Linked DNA regions of Triticum aestivum: region 1 is linked to region 2. Evidence: chromatin contacts called from public Hi-C data. All regions are on one chromosome and are shown on one strand. Each heading gives the region's core, a stretch centred on a gene start, on an enhancer-like site or on the middle of the called end of the contact. The rest is flanking DNA. Distances are from core to core; before and after follow the strand shown.

Evidence for each region. A called contact is a pair of places that touch in the nucleus more often than the background predicts.
Region 1: a Hi-C map of leaf shows a contact between it and region 2, with 2.5 times the contacts expected there. The contact joins the promoter of LOC123147479 here to the enhancer-like site in region 2. A contact is called at or near these places in 3 of 5 Hi-C or Micro-C datasets (all in leaf).

Annotation. Positions count from the first base shown.
Region 1 is chr7A:447,778,599-447,783,752 of IWGSC CS RefSeq v2.1, forward strand. LOC123147479 (pre-mRNA-splicing factor SLU7) reads right to left here and starts at 1,931. Exons shown (of 9, transcript XM_044566737.1): 1 at 1,761-1,931; 2 at 1,348-1,511; 3 at 1,141-1,253; 4 at 549-959; 5 at 293-428; 6 at 1-180. The coding sequence starts at 1,776. LOC123147480 reads left to right here and starts at 2,038. Exons shown (of 10, transcript XM_044566738.1): 1 at 2,038-2,325; 2 at 2,421-2,517; 3 at 2,611-2,715; 4 at 2,820-2,897; 5 at 3,294-3,349; 6 at 3,747-3,804; 7 at 4,406-4,531; 8 at 4,666-4,761; 9 at 4,894-4,965; 10 at 5,126-5,154. The coding sequence starts at 2,195.
Region 2 is chr7A:447,556,857-447,561,833 of IWGSC CS RefSeq v2.1, forward strand. No RefSeq gene overlaps it. Among protein-coding and RNA genes, the nearest start is that of LOC123150969, 170 kb to the right of the region's middle. Within about 2 kb of position 2,050, at least 2 of the 8 cell types and tissues checked have an H3K27ac peak or open chromatin away from gene starts, as enhancers often do. A contact at or near this core is called in leaf, where this site is marked.

The DNA.
Region 1 (5,154 bases), core at 681-3,180, 220 kb after region 2:
GTCCTTGCTTTCAGATTTCAACTTCTCCTTCTTGATCTTGAAACTCTTGTACAGTAGTTCAGCTTGAGATGGAGCTGCTTGCATATGGAAATCCTGCCCCTTGTCAAAAGCCTCCCATGCATGGACATTGAGTTGCTTGAACTCAAGAGCTTGTCCACTAAGTCTATTTTGGTTATCACCCTGCATCATAACAATATATCAGAATACTGAAGCTGATAGCATAGCCAAGCGGAGATTTGACGGAACTATGAACAGTGTAAGAAATTTAACTTGTATGTTCTCTATCACTTACCACATAGAATTTATCATTGGGGTCTGCATCTGGCAAAGGATCCTCACGCATCGAGCGGGTTTTTGGATCATAATATGCAGAGTTCACATCAAGATTCAGAAGATACTTTGCAGTGTCTTCTCTGATACGCAAATTCCTGTGAAGATCAATAATAAACATATGCATCAGAACCGATTCTTCATACATCTCAGGTTCACATGACCTAATATAATCTAGAATTTTGAAGGGACAACATTTGTTTCCAACAAGGACATACCTAACAGTTCCAGTGCTTCCACCGCCTGTTGTGCGCACACGCTTCTCTACCTTAGCAAAATCCATTTGAGCGCTCTCATCAACTTTAGCCTCATCTATCTTCAGGCCATCTTCTTCATCCTCTTCACTGCCCACATTCTCACCATCCTGCTCACCATCCTTCTCCTCGAGCTTCTTGAGCTGTTGTTCTTTCAGGAACTTTTTCCTGGCCTCTTCTCTAGCTTCATAATCTTGGATAACACGAGTGTAGGTTGATGTGTCATAACCATTCCAACGGTCACGCTTGCCATCATAATCAAGCTCAAACGACTCGACTTTCTCATCTGGTGCTATATTCATATTGGTATATTTAGCTCCAACATTCCGAGGTCGATCCATGCATGCCTTCTTATTGTGAGTCATGGCTCCACAGCTGAAATATCAAGAGACATTATCTGTAAGAAATGCTTCACTACAGAGTCCAAAGAACATTCATGCTAAGTACTTTAGGACTTCATTATGAAGTCGCGGTAAGGACTAACAAGAAAATCCACATAACGATGAGCATCAGTGCTGGACGAAAACTAGCAGCATGAGATGAACACCGCACTTACTTTTCGCAAGCGCCTTTTCTGTATTTGTTGGCCTGGAAAAGCCTGGCACCCCTATCGTACCACGCTTTTGTGTAATTCGGATCCGACTTCCATTTCCGCTGATGCTTCAAACTCTGAAACCCATCCAACCAACAAATCAGGGATCCACTAACCAAATCATCCCACACCGCAAAAACTAGAATTTTAATAGGGCACAAAACAACTTACCGGCTTCTCGGCGTTGAGATACCATGGGGCCGAGGACATATACTGCGGGATGTGAGGGTTAATCTCGTTTCCATCCTCGTCGACTTCGGCAGGGGCGAGCCCCGCCTTACGCGCCTCCTCAAGCTCGAGCTGCTTCCGGTGGTCCTCACGAGACTTGAACGATACTGCCATAAACGCAAAAATCACACAGCTAAGATAACTGTCGACGGTAATCCGACACCCCGATCAGAAATTAGGCAACGAAAAGCCCTCGCGGCTCCCAGCGAAACCCTAATTCCCTTCGAATCGAAACCGATTATGCCGCAGAATATGTCCCCGGATCTAAAATCGGAGAGAGTCCGCGCGGTTCACGATGCGAAATCCGCACCGGCGAGAACCGAAATAGGGTTAGGGTTTCGGGAAGATCGACTCACCTGAAGCGGTCGCCATGGCGCCTGCCTCTTCTAGTCTCGCCGGCGCTACGCGGCGGCGGCGACGAACGGCGCCGAGATAACGAGAGACGACGAGGAAAGAGAGGAACGCACCCAAACGAATTTGGAGGATTTTTTTTCTTTTCTTTGCGGTGCCAGTTATTATGCGTGGCGGCTAACCCGCAATGGTCCGACTCGGAAGCCGGGAGCCCACGGTGGTTACCGCCATAGTGAGAAACGTGGACCGTCAAAGCCCAGTAATCCATCCCGGCTCGTTCGGGGCTAGGGAAGAGCCCACAAAGGCCCAACTGCGGCGCCCCAACCCCACCTTCCGCAACGACCCACACAGATAGGACTCGCCGGCTGCTTCGCCGTCCCCTCGCCGTCGCGTCGCGCACAGGCTCTGAAACCCTACGCACCAAAACCGGCCACTCCCAATGGCGGCCGCGACGGCGACCGCTGCCGCACCGGCCGTGTTCGCCCCGGCGCTCGTCTCTCCCCTATCGCGCCGCGCCTTCTTCCCGCTCCCCCGTCGCGCCGGCCAGCCCGCCATCCCTCGGTCGCTGCGGTAATCCCGTACCACCTCGCCCTTTTTCTCTGTATTTTATTGAGGATTTACGGCTGGACGCGATAAATCCTTTTAATTTTTGCCGGGAACTGAAGGCTCTTGGCGTCGGCGTCCCCGAGGAGATGCGGGGTGGCCGTGAATGCGGCGGCGGCAGGGGCCGCTGACTTCAGCGACGATGAGAGCTCTTATGAGGTAGACGCTGAAATGGGCTACATGACCAGATTTCTGTCTAATATTGTGCACTTGCTGAACCTGTGTTTTGATTTTCTGCTGTTTCGGTGTTAGATTCTGGGCATTACCCCACTCGATAGCTTCGACAACATGAAGCTAGCATACAAGAGGAAGCGCAAGGAAGCAGAGGAGACAGGAGATGAGGACTTCTTGGCCAAGGTTACGCGCTGTATTGAAGATTGACTGATTGTTTGATTTTGGCTTGCACGCCTTATTAGTTTTGTTGTGGTGCACTAATAATGGTGGAGCTATTGGGATTTCAGCTGGAGAAAGCGTATGACACTGTGATGATGCAGCAGCTGCAGTATAGGAAGAAGGGGGTCACATATGGATCGGTTCAGGTTGGCTGTTATGGCATGCATGGATACTGATTTTTCATAATTGGGACATTCACAAATTACAAGATTCACATTGCATTTGTTCCATATGTAGATGTTTTAGATATATCCTATTTGTAGAAGGATAGAATGGAGTAACTAGACATATCCTATAGAAGGCATTGTCAGTCAAAGGTACGGTGCGGTTATAACTGCATTGTAAATATCCTAGGAAATGTACAGATGGATAGACTTGTAGGTTGAAACCATCTAAGTCCTTTCCTACTAATGTTCTCCACTTAATATGATTTTCTTCATTACTTGTCTCATTTACTTTCTGAATGTCAGGTATCAAAGGATATGTTCTCCACTTAATATGATTTTCTTCATTACTTGTCTCATTTACTTTCTGAATGTCAGGTATCAAAGGATATCAAGTACGCTGACAATCAACCAATAGTTCCTTGGGGACCTAGGTACATTTAAAAAGTTCAATATAAGGAATTTCTGTTTCCTTTTTCCGTCGACATTATTTTTGTGGGTTCACTTAATTTTTGTGATACACGTTATGAAAATGGCAAATTCATTCTCTTTATTACCCATGAACATCGTCATGAGAATGTTACTGGACAATTTTAACTCAGCAAGTCAGCATGATAAGCAGGCCTATCCCACAAGCGTGCATTGCCCTGTTTAATTCAGCCTTCTCCATGTTCATGCGTTTAATTTGATACCAAGGACCAATACTCTTATTCTGTATGGGCAGCACAACTTTTTTGTGACAAGGATATGTGCACCAAGCACTTGTAATTTGAATTAAACAGCAGCATGCATGTGAAGTTAATACTATTGATAAACTTATGCATCTTGCAGACCCTCCAAATCAGCAGTACAGGATGTGCGCATAAATATGGCAATATCAGCAGCAATTGTATGATCTTAACACATTCCTAGCTATTACTGGTCTATTCACTATCATGTTTTTATGCTTTTCAGTGTCTACTTTCTGGTTATTGTGACTATCACGTCGATATGATTATTCTCATAACAAATTAGATTGATTTAAAGTTACCAACTCTAAATATACTTAGGATAAGTTGTAATGCTTGAGCGTGCATTTGAAATTTCTGCATGCATGTTAATTTAGTGTTGTTATCAGTTAAGAAGTTACACCATCCTCCTAGTTAAAAGCAGATGTCGTATTAGCCTAAAAGTCTGGTGTTCAATACTTCTCATTTTGTGTTCTTCGGGTAATGTTTCCATTAAAATGCCCTTCTTAAGTATTGAATGCTATGAATTGCCTCTCTGAATGTCTTCACCGAAGTCTTTGTCTAAATGCTCCTATGTCTCCCTGGCCAATTTATTAAGGCCTAACATATAAAAAACTAAGGTGTTGACACTTTCCTCATCTTGTGTGCCCAAAGTTCAAATGCATCTATTTGGGCAAATGAAATTATGTTTATGGATATTTATTCGTTGACTAGAAGTGTATCTTTATTTTGCAAAAGATGTTAATTTCAGTTATATTGCAGGTTGTTTGCATTGCTATCATCGGTAATGCAGACTGGAAGCCTTTGCAGTTCTTGTGTTTTGCTTTCTTCTACAGAATACTTCAGAAGCTGAGGGTTACTGAGCCACCAATAACTCCAATATATAATGTGAGACCATTTCCTAGTCACTTACTAGCCTATAGTTAGCACATTACTGTACGGTGTTGAACCATTGTTGTCTGCGTGCATTTTATATGTATTCAGGAGTTTAACATAATCACATTTTCTGGTGCTTTCTGCAGGAGTATGGTGAGGTTGAGGGAAGAGGGGTACGAATGGCAAAACGTGTATTCCGCGCTTTGGGTTTGATATTTGGATGTGTATTCGCTGCGTCCCTGGTCAGTGGTGTTATCTTACACAATGCATTGCCGCTAGATTCTTCTTGGGTTTTCCTGCTGCAATGTTATCTACGACCGCTTGTAGTTTTTATTTGCATTTTGGCTGACTATTCTGTCTGATATTCTTTTCAGGGTTATACAATAGCTCTTAACTTGGTTGAGTTATCTTGGCAGCAGACTCCCCGTATTGTTTATTACTACCAGGTATAGTTAACATCAGTAACATGTTCATGGAGGGTAGCGTTCCATGTCAACAACATGCACATGCATGCTGGCTAGATTAACTTTTCGTCCTTGGCTGCATCACATCATCTAATGCTCACTTGTGATGTTTTAAATTATTGTGTGTAATTATTTGTTTCAGGAGTTGATTGTTACAGCAGCTGCCTCTGT
Region 2 (4,977 bases), core at 800-3,299:
TATATTGTATACCTCGGCCCACCTCCTAGTCATTGTATAGTTGAGGTTGTGGCCCACTTTGTACTCCATATATACGTGCGCTATGCACCGATCATTACACCGTGTAGCATTGCCAAAACTCTCATTTCCAACAGGGAGGATAGGTAGATGGGCCGCTACCGAATCTGTAAGTTGGCATCGTTGATATACAAGAAAATACCGAAGCGCGGCAGGGACACAAGATCGGTTGCGGACGTCTTGTCTTGACAAATGGTGCATGGGTAGAGGACATTGGCCCGGACCTCACTGTAACCGCGATACAACGGTTCCTGCACCTTTGGCCGAGAGTGGCGGAGGTACAGCTTACCACCGACGTCCAGGAAAGAATTGGGTGGGCTTGGGAGAAGGAAGGATGCTTCTCAGTTCAGTCGGCATGCATTGCCAAGTTCGTCGGCCTTGAGGTTTGGCTGACGACCGCGTTTACGTGGAAATCGAAAGCACCGCCGCGGTGCCATTTTTCGCATGGCTTGCGTTCAAGAACCGGTGTTGGACTTCTGACATACTGGCTCGGCGCGGCTTGCCGCACCAAACGGCTTGTCCTTTCTGCGATCAACACGATGAGAGCCTTAATCATCTACTTCTAGGTTGTGTTTTCTCTAAGGAGTTGTGGCATCGGTTTAGCTTGGCAAGTGGGAGGCCGGAGTTTGAACCACTGGATGGCGAGATGCTCGGATATTGGTGCGCAAAGCAAGAGCGGAGGGGCGACCAACCAAGGAACAACCGTGCTATGGGTCTTCTGGGCATATGGGAGATCTGAACGCACCGAAACGACATCATTTTCAATTGAGCAACGTCGTCTCTGGGCAATCTCACGTGGAGGATCGACAATGAAAGAGGGGCTTGGAGGCAAGCGGGACTACTAAAAGGGGACCTTGATGGGTTCTTAGCGGGATTAGCATTGTGGGTAGTGCATGAGTAACTAAATTAGATCGGGAGCGTGGGCGTGAACGGATCAGTCCGCGTAAGTAACTATGTAAACTTGTGGAGTTTCTTGGATGCCTATCCCCTTGTTCCTTTAATGAATGATACATATACTTATGTGTATTCGAGAAAAAAAGAGTTGAGCCGCAGTATTGAGAAACTGAATATGCATAATGTGCCTTGTACTATGTTTGCTCGAATTTTTATCGTGCTTTGGGGGCTTCAACCTGCCCGCCCGTCCCGAGCATTTTAGTTGGGCATTGCACTTTTGTCGGAATTGAATATTCATAATGTTGAGTATATACTAGTACAGTCAACACAGGTGCACCAGCTTCTTGTTCTCCGTCCGACAGTTGGAATCAAAGCTTCGATCAGAAGAAGGCCCTGAGCGCGACCTGCGCAATGCGCGCGGCAGCCATGGCCGCCATCGGGAACCGGCGGAGGTGGAAGGACAGCAGCGCGAGCGCCAGGGCGGCCGCCCAGAGCGCCATGCCAGCGGCGAGGTGGCTGTCGGCCAGGCGAGGGACGGCGGCGCGGAGGAGATAGGAGGCGCCGAGCAGCACGTATACGGCGGCGTGGAAGTGGAGCCGCCGCTCCAGCTGCTGAGCAGCATTGTCGTCGACGAACGGCGCCGGACGAGCAGCTGCCATACTGCTAGCTCTTAGACTTGGTGTCAGTTTTGTTGGAGTGTGGGCGTCCCTATTAATTTGGATGAACTCGTAGTAGTATATTTGTGGATTAGGTGTGTCTCTCTATATATAGCTAATTAGAGAGAGGAAGGGCGGAAGACCCCATCAATCGAAAAGCTGATTGGTTATACTAATACTAAGTGGATGACGGCTATTATGTGTGCTGCTCATGGTCGTGGCTCGTGAACAACGGCGTCGTCTCTGGTCGAGGGAACCGTACGCGCTCACTATAGGTGGCGCGTGACGGGAAAAGTGCTGAGAGGTCATCGGGCCGGGGCAGTCGCTGGCGCTCATCTGTTGAGGATGCGACGGAAACGAGGGCAGCGGAGATGTATCGAACCAACAACGGCGGGCCGGGGAGCCGAATTCAGGTGGTGGGGGCAACTAGAGCGACAGTGCCGGCCCATATGTGTTGGCGCGCGTCATCCGGAAGATGAGAGAGAGGAGCGAGTGCACGCACGTCGGGCTGGCATGCATGCAGCACGTGCGCGCAGGCCGCAAATGAAGCGCTGACAAACAGATCATTGCTGATCGGCAACCCTACCAGTTCCCTAAAAAAAAGGCAACCCTTACAGAAAGGGCTGCGCGGCGCCGTTCAGCGGGCCTAAACTTTATTTTCAAAACAAAGCAAACAACTGAAAATCCGTTGGTGCTTCCGAAAGCGCGCTCCTGTATGCGAAAAAAATATTTCAAAGTGTGAAAAAATTACAAAAAGAAATTTGACGCATACATCTCAACATTATATGTGTGTACTTTAAGTTTTGGAGAAAACCGACATTTTTTGTGGCTTGTGTAAAAAAGACAAAATGATGTCTTGTGAAAAGCATTTTTTAACACCGGATTTTTTCTTTTTCACACGCGACACATAAGTTGTCGGTTTTCGTGAAACGACTTTGTAAGCATGTACAATATTGGGATGTACACGTCAAGTTTTTGTTTGAATTTTTTTGACATTTCAAAATATGTTTAGAACACATTTAGAAAACTAGGAGCGCGCTCTCATATATGCCAAAACGCCACCGACTTACTATTTTCATTAATTAAAAGAAGGTTTAGACAAAAGCTGCAAAGCGGCAAAAATAAAAGACGACTCTCGCGGCATAAGTGCACTTAGGTGTTTGACTCCCGCCAACGCTCTAAAATGAGCCTTCTCTTTGATTTTAACAACAATAATGGTCGTCGGTGAAGTCGTGTTGCGAAAGATTCTTGCGCTCCGCTCATTTCACATTTCTCACATGACAAACATCAAACTAGAGACAATGACTTTCTTGATATGCCCCCCAGTGTTGATCGTCTTAAGCCACCAAGCTTGAACCGTGTCTTCATGGCGCCAAGTCAGTGGCGAGTGGTCATGAATGGCGAGCTAGGCGACCACCTCGTTCCAAACGTAAGCAGTGAATCTACACTGGAAGAGAAGATGGGCGGCGAACACTTGGATTTGTTTGCATAGGGGACAAAGCACGCAGTTTGGCCATCCTTAATGTTGTAACCGATTCGCCGTCCATACATGGTTTTGAATGATAAGAGCACCTCCAGCCGCGCGCCCAACAGATCCTCCCTAAACGTTTTTGCCGTGCCGCCGTAAAAAATCGGCCCAGTCGCGCCCCCAGTAGCCCGTTTTTCGCCGGCTTGGGCCGAAACTGACGCCAGCGGACCCAGACCAAACCCGGCACGCTGGGGGCGCCCTGGGGCGCCGGTGCATACGATTTTGGCGCGAAAGAGCCGCGGGCCAGCCGCGTCAGCGAGACGACGCCTTGTCTTCCCCCGGAGCGCCTCGGTTTCCCACGGGGAATCAATGGCAAGGCTGCCGCCGGTCAGCCTTCCATTGATTCCTCACAGGCCGACGCGTCACGGTGGCGCGGCGATGCCTCCCCTCCCGCCACGCGTACACACAGCGTGGGCTATAAAGACCCGCCGCTCCCCCTCATCGCTGGCCATACCACCCCGAGCCCAAACCAGCTGCCGCCGAGCTCTGCTCTCTCCTGTCCGCGCCGCCGAGCTCTATCTTCCTCGTCCTCCCCTTCCCCCCTTCCCTCTCCAGCGATGGCCGAACGCTTCCCCGGCGACGCCGCGGCGGCCAACGGCTTCGGACGCCGCTCGCTCCAGTCGTCGGAGGCGTGGCTTCTGTTCGAGGCCAACATCCCGGTGCCGCCGGACATGCGCGCGGACCAACGGGGTGGAGGCTCAGCAACGGCGGCGTCGCCATCCCCCCGGTGCCCGACATCGACGCGCGCCCCGACATCTTCGCCGCCGAGGTCGACCGCGTGCGGTCGGCCCTGACTGAGGAGTAGCGCGCCCTCCCCTAGTACGCCACCGACAACAACGCGGCGTGGACGGAGTATTTCCAGCGGCGGCAGGCACAACGGCTGGCGTCCACAAACGGGGCGCCGGTGGTGGGGAGTATCAAGAACAGCGACGGCTGCCGCCTCTGGTGGGGCGTCCCCGGCCACACACTACACGGGGTGCTGGAGTACCTCGAGGGCGGCAACCGCTGGCATACCCTGCCGCGGCGCCCGTCCCCCCCCCCCAGCCGGAGCGCCGGGCCGTGGGTGCCGAGGAGGTTCGGCTCTTCCTCCTTCTCCCACTCTACCGGCTCGCCGGCGCTCTTCGGCGTCAATCCCGAGCCCGCCGCGGAGACGCGGCTCGGTCGGCGCGCCCGCAGCGCCGACATCGTCATTAACGAGGGCGGCCAGTGCGCCTCCTCCTCGGCACCTCCGCGCTTCGTCAAACCGAAGATGGAGCCGGGGCTCGCCGGCGGCGTCAAGGAGGAGGAGATCGACGACGAGGCGTCCCTGAAGTGGGCGCGCGACGACTGGGTGCAGACGGAGCTGCAGCGCCAGATCGCCGCCTTCGAGCGCTTCAAAGCCCGGCGCCGCGGCCGGGACAAGGGAGGCATCGTCGTCCTCGACGACAGCGACGACGACGACGCGCTGCTGCCACCGGTCCGCCTTGGAGACGCCGGGCAGGGGAGCAGCAGGGGCGGCCGTGCCATCAAGAAGGAGAAGGCCGCTGACGACGAGGACGGCGGCGACTTCGCAGCGCTCAGTGACTTCTTCACCCCGCAGTTGTCTTTTTTTTTTAAATAATTTATGTAAACGCCGAACATGTTGAAATTGAATGTCAAGTTAGCCGAATTTATGCCGAAATTGGTCGAACTTTGCCGAATTTAGATGTTTTCAAATTAAAAAATACACATCTGGGCGACCCTGAGGCGAGCGGCTGGGAACCCGCTCGCCCCCAAGCGTCAATCTAGCGCCGGCTCGCCCCAGGGGGCTCTTTTTAGGCGCCCTGAAGGGCCGAACAGCTGGAGATGCTCTAAGCCAAGTGA